Regions from separate parts of the Pan troglodytes genome. Here region 1 is linked to region 2. The links are chromatin contacts, called in public Hi-C maps. All regions are on one chromosome and are shown on one strand. The core of a region is the stretch at or near the end of the contact, and the rest is flanking DNA. Distances in the headings are between cores, read along the strand shown.

The links. Hi-C and Micro-C count contacts between places; a contact is called where the count stands out from the background.
Region 1: a Hi-C map of stem cell-derived neural progenitor cells shows a contact between it and region 2, with 3 times the contacts expected there. The contact joins two enhancer-like sites. A contact is called at or near these places in 1 of 7 Hi-C or Micro-C datasets (stem cell-derived neural progenitor cells) and 1 of 1 datasets of contacts at active chromatin or transcription factors (stem cell-derived excitatory neurons).

What each region holds. Positions count from the first base shown.
Region 1 is chr1:41,003,532-41,009,346 of NHGRI_mPanTro3-v2.0_pri, reverse strand. It overlaps PLXNA2 (plexin A2), which reads right to left. Exons shown (of 32, transcript XM_016937865.4): 5 at 2,331-2,431. The region is part of intron 1 of LOC129135943 (a long non-coding RNA gene); the gene reads left to right. Among named protein-coding and RNA genes, the nearest start is that of PLXNA2, 170 kb to the right of the region's middle. Within about 2 kb of position 1,421, at least 10 of the 24 cell types and tissues checked have an H3K27ac peak or open chromatin away from gene starts, as enhancers often do. A contact at or near this core is called in stem cell-derived neural progenitor cells, where this site is marked.
Region 2 is chr1:40,874,294-40,880,057 of NHGRI_mPanTro3-v2.0_pri, reverse strand. All of the region lies in intron 1 of PLXNA2 (plexin A2), which reads right to left. Among named protein-coding and RNA genes, the nearest start is that of PLXNA2, 37 kb to the right of the region's middle. Within about 2 kb of position 3,312, at least 6 of the 24 cell types and tissues checked have an H3K27ac peak or open chromatin away from gene starts, as enhancers often do. A contact at or near this core is called in stem cell-derived neural progenitor cells, where this site is marked.

The DNA of each region.
Region 1 (5,815 bases), core at 172-2,671, 130 kb before region 2:
GCAGGTGGGCAGGTGACACCAGCACTCGGGAGCTTCAGGTTACTGTCTGCCTTGTCACATGGAAACCCGCTCCACGGCTGGTGCCAGTGTGTCCAAACCAAATAGCCATCGGGACACTAGTGATTCCACAATCAAGCAGTGATTCGCACCCTAACCCCCCCCAAACTCCTCCCCCTCTTCCTTTTCAGGCACATAATGGATCTAAATATGAATGCTGTCAAAGAAAAGAATTATTGAGGTTTAAGTGAATCCTTAAGATAGCTCTAAAGTGAGCTCTTGACTGGAGCCTTTATCTCATTGACTCACTGAAATGGCTCTTTTTTATCATACTATTTATGGCAACAGCCCTAACAGAGATAAATAGCCTTGGAGACAATAACACACTTGCAAGAGCAAGGCATACAGAAGAGACAGGAAGGCTTCAATTCCCCCCAACCCCTCAGAGGCTCCTCAGCCCTCGGCCTCCATTAAAGAGGCCACCGTGGGGACCCGGGAGCTGCAGCTTCCCCCATCTCCTCACGCCTGATACCAGGCTGCTGCTTGGCAGGTGGGAGAGCACTGCAGGAGGGTCTGGTGAAGAAGAGAATGACCAGATGCAGAGAAACCTCTGGGTATAAACAGCAAAAATCTTGTTCTCCGCGAGCTCTTGGGGCGGAGAAGCTGGGAGATGAGTGTCCTGGTAGGTAGGGAGGATTCTCTAAAGAGTTAAGGAGTTAAGGGGACAGAGGAAACCTGGGACTATTCTGATGTGGCTAATTCCAGCAGTCACGGCTGACCTGCACCAGGAGGAAGACCGGGTGGTTTGCGGCAGCGGGGAGGCCCAGGCATTGCTGATAGATCTATAGGCACTTGTTCAAGATGGGGAAAACAGACGTCCTTGCTGTTGAATAAATGATAATCCCCGATCTATAATTTTGGTGTGTTCGACATGGGAGAAGTGCCACAGGCACTGAAGCTGGGAGGACAGAGTGGCGGAGGCATGGGGAGTAGGAGGTACCGCTGGACATGACCACTGCAGAGCTAGAGGGCAGGCTGCCCAGGGCCCTTTGCACAGAGCTGGCAGCAGGCTGTCAGGTTCTTTGGAGAAAGAAATTCTCTCGAGGAAAGACCCTGCCTGCTGGCTGGTGGGTCAGCCTCACTGCAGGGAACCAAAATTTACCCCCTTTTGCCATTCCGGGGCACAACATTAGCATCTTTACCACTTGTCTGACCTAAATGGAGACACACTGTCCAGGTCTGCTAAGAGAATTTCTGCAAAACTTTCTGAGCAATCTTTTACCTCCAAAACCCAAGCAGGGAACCCAGTATTCACGGGCTCAAATCCAGTCCAGATTTTGCATCTGTGAGGCACCAGCTTCCCTCCCTCCCTCCAGAGCCCTCCCAACACCTGCTGCAGAGGCTGGAAGCCAAGAGCTATTGTGCAGGACCCTGAACTCTGGCCCTCCGCCTCCGCCTCCACCCCAAACCCAGCTCATTTCATGGAGATGCTTTGCTGGCTGGCACGGAGCCCTGGAGTTTCCAACTCCATTGGGCAACAGAATTCCTAGCCAGCTCCTGTCTTTCGGGGTTTTCACCCTTTCTCTTCCCCTGGGGCTCTTCAAATTAGGAAGTTTAAGTGTGATTTAGCATTTATATTGAGTTGGTATTCAACGGCAGATGATGAGGCCAGTTGAAGTGAGATGTGAACTTCTTAGAATCATAAAATAATGAGGCCAGAAGGGTCCTCCCAAGGGTATAGGGTCCATGATAATTATTCTGATTTGTGTAGCCTTTTCTGGGCTTCCTTATTACCAAAGCATTTATTATTTCATTCAGTCTTCACAATTCACCTGTGAAATAGGCATTTTCCCTAAACAGCAATGGAGAAACAGAGGCCTGGAGTTGTCAGGGGACCCATCCAGGGTCACACAGCAGCTAGCTGGAGTCTAAACCTCCCAATGCCAGTGCACCACCATCTGCACAGTCTTGGCACAGAGGGGCACCTATTTCAGGCTACACTGAAGAAGTTTTTGGGAAACCTAAAGACTACAGTATCCCTTGTGAGTTCTTTCAAAGACACAAGGATATAAGCACCTCACTTCAGAGCAGCTGAAGGGCTGAATTTGGAAGTAAAATGGAAGAAGAGAGGCAAAGACCCTGCACTTAGAAAGAAGGCCAACCCATGGCCTCTTTGCCTCTTCCTGCTCTCAACACTGAAGCCACGATTAGAATTACTGCTCTGAAGAGGACAATTCCTCTCTGTCTCTGCAAAGTACTGTCATATCCCATCATTCCCGGAAAGCCCCGGTCTTCTGCATGCCAAACCCTTTTCCAGTATACCCCAAACTTACATGTTGTGCAGGGCACACCAGCCACAGTGAGGGTCCCCAGAGCTCAGGCACTCCCCACAAGTCGTATACTGCTCACATGACTCCACGGGGACCCTGGTGACCTGGCAGAGAGAGGAAAGAGGGTACAGTGAGGTTAGGCTGTGACGACTAGCAGGTGTGTGTCACACAGTCCTGTGTGTACTCACACTTGCACTGTCAACTCCCCTAAAGAGGTGATACTGGGCGGCAAGTCATGGCCTCAATGTCCCCAATCTCTTTACCTGCATAAGGCAGGTAGGCTAAGCCGAGTGTGTCTCTGAGTGGCAGCCCTAAGACTTCTTGCCTTCGCGAGAGGTAGCAGCAAAGGCTCCATCTATTTCTGCCCTCCACTAGCATCCTCCCGAGAGCTGGGCAAGCCAGTGGCAAGTACTGAAAATGGTTAACTCTGTTGAAAGGCTATTGAGTGGCACAAACTCATCTCTGAAGAGCTTTCAGCTGGGCTTGGGCTGAGACATCCTGCCTACACAGAAAACATTCAAAAAGGGAAAGGAGAAACTTTTCCCATCAAATAATATTCATAGTATGGCACAGACTCTTTACAGCCAACCAAATATACCACCTGGATCCAATTATCCCATTCTCTGATGTCTGCATTCAGTTTCTCTAGCAAATCTCCCATCCTTTGAAAAGTCTGGCTAAATGGGAACATCCACAGAAAAGAGCTGCCTGATTCAGTCTTGCCTGGAAAGTGGGAATTTGTAGATCAAGACCCTGCCCCCCAGAGAGTGTAGCCCTTGCACACTCCTCCTGGTCTTCTGCTGGGGCCCTGCAGGGGCTTGAGCTGGGCCTGTCTGGATATTACTCACCCCTACTTGCACAGCAGGGGTGAAAATAAAGACCAGGCAAGGGGGCCAGAGGACTGAAGTGTTCCAGTTGATATGTCCTAGGTATCTGTTGCTGGCTGGGGCAGGAGGCTGCTGGGCTGCAAAAACTTTTGCTGGGCTGGGAATGGGTTCTTATTTGTTAGGGCATAGAGGTCCCCCACCTACCAGATGTGTAAAAAGTAAAAACATAACCTGTGGTCCAGCAGCACAGTGTTCTGCCTCTGGCGGGGGGACAAAAGATATGATGGAGACATCTCCATGGCATCCTCCTGAGAGGTTCAGGATGGATCCTAACACTGTTCACTCAGCAAATGTTTATCAGATGTCAACGCTGTGGAGCTCTGGTGCTATGCAACAGAGAAACGATAGCGAACAGCACACAGATTCTGCCCTCCCAGAACCCTACGGTCCAGTGGGAGTTGGGGATGACAAACCGAGACTTGCTCTACATTTTGCTGAGTTTTTGTTGTGTGGGATTTCTGTGAGTGCTGAAGGTTTGGGGAACTCAGCAAAGAGGTGACCAGTGGGGTAGGGGTGCCTTGAAGGGTAAGAGGGGGTCAGATGCAGAGACCTGGAAAGACATGCCAATCTGAAGGATTGTGATGAGCGAAAGCGATCATGGATAAGTTCAGTATAAACTTAAGTGTAGGGTGTACAGTGGGTGGGAGGGGAGAGAGATGAGCCTGCCTTTCCTCTCTTGGGTGTCCCCACCCATCCTTCCTACATCATCACACTTAACATTGCATATATGAGGCTTTTCTGTAAGTCAGTGACATGATCAGCTTTAAACATCCCTCACCTCCCTTTAATAATAAAAACATGAAATGCAGGGAGATGAGTGTAAAATCTTGCAATTTAGCTTTTAAAAACGACTGGTACTCTAAGTTTAAGACGGGGGATAGCTGATTTGAAATAGTTCAAGTGTGATAGACCTAAGGGTTTGAGTTGACTCAAAGTCAACTCAACTCAAAATCTGATGTGACCTGATAGGGTGAGGTGATAACGAAAGAAGCTAATCTGACCATGGGCTGCATAAATAGACACACAGCATCAGGGTTGAGAGAAGCCACCCCCCTCTGGGGAGTCCGGAGTTCAGGTCTCCGCAACCTGCCCTAGGAGGGGCGTTGCTCAACCAGAGATCCTTCCCGGAGGGTGGCCAGGATGGGGTGGGATGCAGAAGTGGTGTCTGAGGTACAGCAGATGAACCTGGGATGTTTATTTAGTCCAATGAAGAGTCTCAAAGTAGTCATGTAGGCTGTTTTCCAGTGTTCGAAGGGGAGCAGTATGGCTGCAGTGGGACTCATGGGTGAAAAGCTCAGAAAAGCTCAACATCATGCAACCGCCTGGCTTTCCAAAGGAACGCCTATCACAGGGATGCATAAGCAGTCAAGGTGACATTCGTCCCAAAGGCTGGAAGAAAGGATTTCTGCCCTCAGAGGAAGGCTACATTAGTCCCTGCCAATTCTGACATTCCAGCCTTCTATTTCCCACAGTTTCCCTAACTCCTCCTTGAGACTGTTGATGATTTTTGTCCTGTACAACTTTACAGTTGAAAGATAACATGCAGCCACCACCACCACCAATTCACACCGCCTTAAAGAATAACCCTTGAACCCTGCCTCATGGCCCACAATGCCTACAAGAAACACCTTTCAGACAGGTATCTGCCGGAGACCTTCTAGTGTACCTCTCCCAGGCCTGGTGACTATCAGCCCTCTGGGATAACAGAGACCCTGGCTGCCTGGGAGGCTTCCGCTGGCCCCCTCCAAACCACTCTCTGAGGCCTGAGAATGGTGGTCCAGTGCCTAGCCTCCTTTTCTTGGGTTTCGGGCTCCTTGTGAGTGATGTCTGCATCTGGCTGCAAATTAAAACAACTGTCTGCATTGCATTCGGCCCGTCTGTCAAAACACAGCCCAGCCCTCAGCAGCTGGGAAAAGGGGCCCTGAATGGGAGCAGTGTCTCCAGCAACAAAGCCCACTTTCACGCCAAGTGCCATGGAGATAGTGAAACCCTGTTCTTCTCCAAACATGAAACCAATAGCACAACTATTTTTCCTGTTTCCTGGGCCCTCCTGGTGATTTTTCTTTTTTTTTTAATGCACTGAGTTGAAGAGCAAAGTGAAACAGGAAACTTGTAAGTTGGCAGGGGTGGAGGGGGGTGGTCTAAAACTTGAATTATTCTGTCCTCTAAGATGTAACAGCCACACACAAACCAGAGGAAAGAAATGTCACAGTGACCGGGGGGGAGACCCTCAAAGTCAGATGTTCCCAGGAGCCTTCTCTGTCTCTTATATTCATGTGCTTCTATATTCATTTGTCAGTCAATATTCATTGATCGTGTCCTCCATCCAGGCCAGTGCTAGGCACTTCAGAATAAAAACAACGACAGCATTAAAACACAACTAGCACCTTCAAGTTGTGAACAGGCTAGCAATAAAAAGAAGAAAGCGATACGTGTTCTAAGACAAGTATTCAAAGAGGGCTGAGGGAATTCAGAGCAACGAGAAAACACTGCCTGCATCTGTGCTGCCCAATACAATAGCCACTAGCTTCATGCGGCTATTGAGTTTGAAATGTAGCTAGGACAAATTAAGATGTACTGTAAGTCTACAATACACACTGG
Region 2 (5,764 bases), core at 2,063-4,562:
TGTCCAGGCACCTGTGGCAGCACAGAAGGGCGAGGAGGAGGAAAGAGGAAAACCGGTCCTGAGGAGGAGGAGAAGATGCTGAGATACCAGCTCCTTAGGCTGGGGCCTCGCATTCTCTGGGCCCTTCCCATACAGGTCCGCCTCAGTACACAGGCTGAAGTTCCTCTCCCTTCCTTGTCTTTCCCTGCCTTTCTTTCTCTCTAGTGCTTTTCTGAACCAACAGTCAGCCTTCCAATAAAAAAGCTCTAACTCCTTTTCAGGAGGAAGCTTCTTAAGCAGGCTATGTCCCCACCCCGTATCTTCCTACCTGCAGTTTCTATTATTTTTCTCTCTTTGTCTGAGACTCCCAGCTCTTGCAGTAGAGATCCTTAGCTGTCAGACAGCCTCTCCTAAGTAACAGGCACGCTCACACTTACACACACCAAGCAAGGGGAGTGCCATGGAGCTGGATTAAAGGGGCATGCGGAAACTGAGGGGTGGCTGGAACTCTGGGCAGAGGTCTGACCACTTAAAGGTCTTTTCTGTGCCAAGATGTACAGACACTCGGCCTGAAGGACCCTTAAGCACCTGGAGTGGCATCAGCCCCTTGGTGAAGGAGCACAGGAAGTAGACATTTGAGACCCGCGAGGCGCTATCAGCCCAGCCCCGGACCTCTCGGATCCCTCAGCCCACTGTGAGGGAGAGTGACGGGCGCAGTTTTCAGAGAGGCTGAGACAGGGGGAAGAATGTGCTGATGGGGAGCAGGGTGGGAATGGCAGGCCGGGGAGGGAGGACCTAGGGCAGGAGATGAAAAGTGCTCCCTGAGTGAGAATCTGGCCCTGGATGATGAATGGGGTGTGAGAGAGAAGCCGGGAAAAGGGTAAACAGGCAGGAGGGACCCAGGAGGGAAGCAGGAGGAAGGGGTGAGGAGAAAGAATGTGGAGGTCAAGGAGCAAAGAAAATGCTCCTGGAGTGATTGACTCAAGATCCAACATGTTCTGCACCGGATGGAGGCACATGTGCACACAGATGTGCCTGGCCACCCGCCCTCCCCTCCACGCGCCTGCGAAGGTGTGAGCACGTCTGTCTGCTCTCCTCCCAGATGCATTCCATGCCCTTCGGAAAAACCTTTCTTCTGATGTTTGGTTCTGAGTGTGCAAGGGACCCCACTGTAATACGAACAAGTATTTGTGCAATGATTTTATAGTTTCCTAAAAATTTCACATGCATCATTCCGCTAATGTACCCCTTACTCAAGCTGGTGAGGTTGAGAGCAGTATACGCATCACCAGTTTACAGGTGAGAGGACTTAGGTATATTTGAGGTTGAATATTTTGGCAAAGGCACCAGATGTGAAAGTGGGACTTGGACTTGGGGGGTCCTGGAGTTAAACATGTCACTTGGCTTCTCTGCTGCCTGACGTTGCAGATGCCACCAACTGATATATCTTGGAAGAGATCACTTACTCAAGAGGATACTCTCTGCCTGCACATAAGCAATACTCTGACCATAGTTGGGGATATCCTGTTACTACTCTTTGCAAATGGATATGGGGTCTAAGGAGCTGTGACTCAGAGTTGAATTCTTGGGGACCCCCCTGTGAATGTTTAGAGGAAAAGGCCTGGGGCTGGGAGCTGCTGGCCATCCACTGAATGCCATTTGGCTCTTGCCCAGTTCTGGCGGGTGGGAAGGAGGGCTGGGGAGGGGCTGAGGCCTGGACATGGCCCCAGGGGCTTGCACAGGTGGCGGCAGATGGAAAGGATCTAAAAGCACAAATCTGTAAGGAGAGACCACTGTGCCAGTCTCCCTCTCCCCAGCCGGCCCTTTACTGTGGGAAAGAATGCAGCTGCCAGCAACCCCTCTGAAGACCAAGCACCTCTGCAGTCCCTGCAGCCAGCCCAAGAGTGCAGAAGGCTCCTATCTGCCTTGACTCCTCTCCTTACCCATCTCCTCCCAGCTCTCAGCCCTGGCCCTGCTGCTCTTCAATTCCCGACAGTGGCAGATCACTGATTAATTCAGGCCTGTTTAATAACCCTTCTATTTCGATGAAACAAGCTGTCTTGTTTTCTTTATTTTTAACACTGACTTTCGTTTCTTTGCTAAGCATCTTACTGTCATTTAAATTTCTCTGTCTCCAACCAAGCTGATAATAGACTGGAGTGAGCAGCTGCTTCCGTCCCGTTTATGACAATGATTAGAAGAAGTTAGAGCTGTGCAAGCAGAGAATTGACCAAATCTCAGTTCAGAGGGGTCTGCTCCTGCTTGTAGAGGGAGTGTTAATTTTAACGTGATTAGGAGAATTCTGGCTCCAGAGGAGACCAGGGCTAATCCCAGCCTAGCCTTCCTCGCACCCTGCTCGGTGGAGACTGCCATGGGCCTGAAGGTGTGAGAACCAACTTCACTTACTTTGGAATTCAATCGTATGGACCTGACACTCCACTTCATAACACAGCCTTTTCCTCCACTGAATTTGGATTTACTTAGCAGCAAAGAGGGAACTCAAGCTTAGAAGATTTAGGGTGGGTGGAGACCTCAGCTATCAGCTACGATATCTTTCTGCTCTATGCAGGAATCTCTTCTTGAGACCTGGCCATCTTCTAGCCTCTGCTTGAATTCCCTAAATGTTGTAGAGCCCATTCCCTCCCTAAGTAGCCTTTTCCAGGCTGGGATAGCTCTGGCTAATCTCTCTCCTTCTGTCTTTTTGTAATATTTATTTGTGACTTGTAGGACGATGATTTGCGTGCATACCCTCTCTTGCCAGGTTGAAACCTCCTCAAGAGCCTGGACAATGACTTGTCTCCCCTCTATCATACTCGGTATATGGATATTCTATAAACACTTGTTCAGTCAAATGAAATTATGCTGCACCAACTTTAAAATTTCTTGCAAGGAACGTATCTTTTTTTCTTCTCCCAGGTGAAGCTTCCTATTTTTCTCTATGCAGACAAATGTTGCCTCTTCCCATCCCCAGGCCAGACATGGCTGCTTCCCCAGGGCCCTGCTTTTTCTTCCTGGCCCCCAGGGACTGCACTGTTGGTGGAAAATTTGGCCAAGGAAGCTGGGGGCCCGCAGTGGAAGTCAATCGGGTGGCCTAGACCAGGTTCTCTGGATCCCAGCCCCCTTCATTTCCTCCAGGTCAGCCACAGCTGCCTGAGAATGCTCCCAGGTGCATGGTGTGCAAATCCAAGCTGGGGCGACCCTCCCTGCCTCTCATTCCCTCGCAGCCTTGTGAGACTGGAGCTCTCTGTGCCTCCCAGCCAGCAGAGTTTGCAGGCAGCTGCTTGGGTCATTGTCTCAGCCTCTTCAAGTTGTGAATGCTGAGTCTATAGAGACTGAAACACAAACAGTGCCCACAGTGCCTCTCGGGGAGGGAGGGGCAGCTTGGCCTTGCCAGAGCCATTGACTGTGCAAATATCAAGGCTTGCTGTGGATGGAGGAAAGCTGGTTGGAGCTATTTAAAAGGGGGGGTCTTTTGACACCACACTGCGCAGCATCATGGAAGGGCTGTGGTGTGTGCTAAGGGCCGGCAGATGGGAAGAGAAGAGGAGAGGTCAGTTCTCACAGGGAATACTGCTTCATCGTGAGATGCCTGTCTGCTCTAAACCAAGGAAGAGAGAGATGGGGGAGGTCACTGGGCACAGTGCAGGGGACAAGAGACTGAAAAGAAAAGGTAGCTAAGTGGGCAGATCAAGAGAGTGTGGTGGGTGAGGCTGGGGCAAACAAACATCCTAGCAATTGGAGGGCAGTGAATGGCAGCTTGCTGTGAGACTCAGGGAAATACACTTACCCAGTTTGGACTTGGGTTTCACATCCACTGTGTGGGCCCGGGTAAAAGGTACTATTAAACACTCAAAAACATTTCCCAAGTATTCTACACCAAACACCTATTTATTCTGCAGTTCAAACTCTTTCTTAAAAAATAATATTTAGAAAGGAAAATCAAGGGCTCTTGCTGACCCCATTTTCTGCAGCAGGCTCTTGGACAGTGCTATGGGATGTTTAGGACTCTCCTCTCACAGGCCCCATCCCGCACTCTGCATTTCCAACAGGGACAAAGCTCCTTGTGTTGCCTGGGGAGCTTCTTGGCCTACTAGAAGACAGCTAATGCTTCTCCCCAGACATCCTGCTAGGTTTTGACCGATGATCAGTGCTACCAAGGATCTGATCCCTGAGCCCCAGCGTCCAGCTTGGGCTCCTGGACTCCACTCCTGCTAACACACTCTGTGATGTGTCTGCTCCATCCATGTCCCTGACCCCAGGAGCTCTCGTGAGATGCCTGTCTGCTCAAAACCAAGGAAGAGAGAGATGGGGGAGGTCACTGGGCACAGTGCAGGGGACAAGAGACTGGAAAGAAAAGGTAGCTAAGTGGGCAGATCAAGAGAGTGTGGTGGGTGACGCTGGGGCAAACAAACCTCCTAGCAATTGGAGGGCAGTGAATGGCAGCTTGCTGTGTGACTCACGGCAATGCACTTACCCAATTTGGACTTGGGTTTCACATCCACTGTGTGGGCCTGGGTAAAAGCTACTCTGTGCAGGAGAGATGCAAGCCCTGTTGCAGCCAGGCAGCCAGATACCCATGAGCTCTGCGTTTTCTTATTCCATGAAGGGTTGACTCCCACAGCAATGCCAAGCTACCAATCCTACGACAGTGTCATTCATGTACGCTCTCAGAGCTCTGAAGACACTAAAAACCCAAGGGCGGCAAAGTCAGAATTCAAATTCCAATCCCACTGGCTAAATGCTGACCACAAGCCCTGAATGTGGTCTCCTTGCAGGGCCACTATTGGCTTTCTTCTCTATGTCCCATCTCCACCAAGTCTTCAGCCCTTTATTCTTTAGCATAGAGATTTTCTTTAAATAAAATCTTACTTTTCTCAGAAAATTCCAAACAAATTTGTAGAGAGAGGGGGAAAATAACCCTAGTTTCGCTTCTTATACCTGTTCCAAAATTTAGAATAGTTTTCCTTGTTTCCAGCACTTGTCGTTTTTCCAACTTTCCTAACACCCTCTTCCTGGGCCTGGCTCCAGAAACAAAGACAAGTGAAGGTGCTTGAGTATTCATTCCATTATATAGATGGAGAAACCGAGGTGCTGGGTAAGGGGCAGGAGCCAATTCTGCCAGAGCGTAACTAACCTCTTATCTCCCTCCTGGGACCAGGGAACAAATGGAGGGTGAGCACCGGTCAACAGGTGAGAAATCTTTAGGAAGTGGGAAGGGCTACAAGTGTGAAGGCAGGCACTTAGTTCCTGTTTGATTCTTTGACACCAGGCTCTTCCTGACCATCTGCTCTCAACCATCTCAGTGGGGCCTAAACCTCCTGCAGGAGTGTGCTGGGAGGGGCTTCCAGCTCCCCATACAGTTCAGATCTTTCTCTCTAAGTCTGTGGGCCAAGAAAGCTGAAGAACTTGAAGAACTTGACCCCCTGTGGGTCACTCAGAGTGGGGCGGTAGACTCCAATTTTGTTCATTTACAGATAAACCTCAGGGGGTGGGGTGTTTGCCTTACAGAAAACCTGGTAGCCTGGGTTTTAATGTCACAGAGAGTGAAGGGACTTGTTAGAAAGTTTTAAGCAGCTGGAGTCAGGGTGGGGCATCAGTGTTGTCAGGGCGCTGTGAAATCCCAGCCGGCCCTGCTCCTGGAAAACACCACTGCCCTAAAACATGGAGTGGAGACCTGGAACGAGAGCTTTGCTGACTCACGAGGGGCCTCCTGCCTGTGGACAGGGAAGGAGCCTGGGTCTTCCTGTCTGGCTTGGGCTGGGGTCCCGCTAAGAACGCTGTTCTC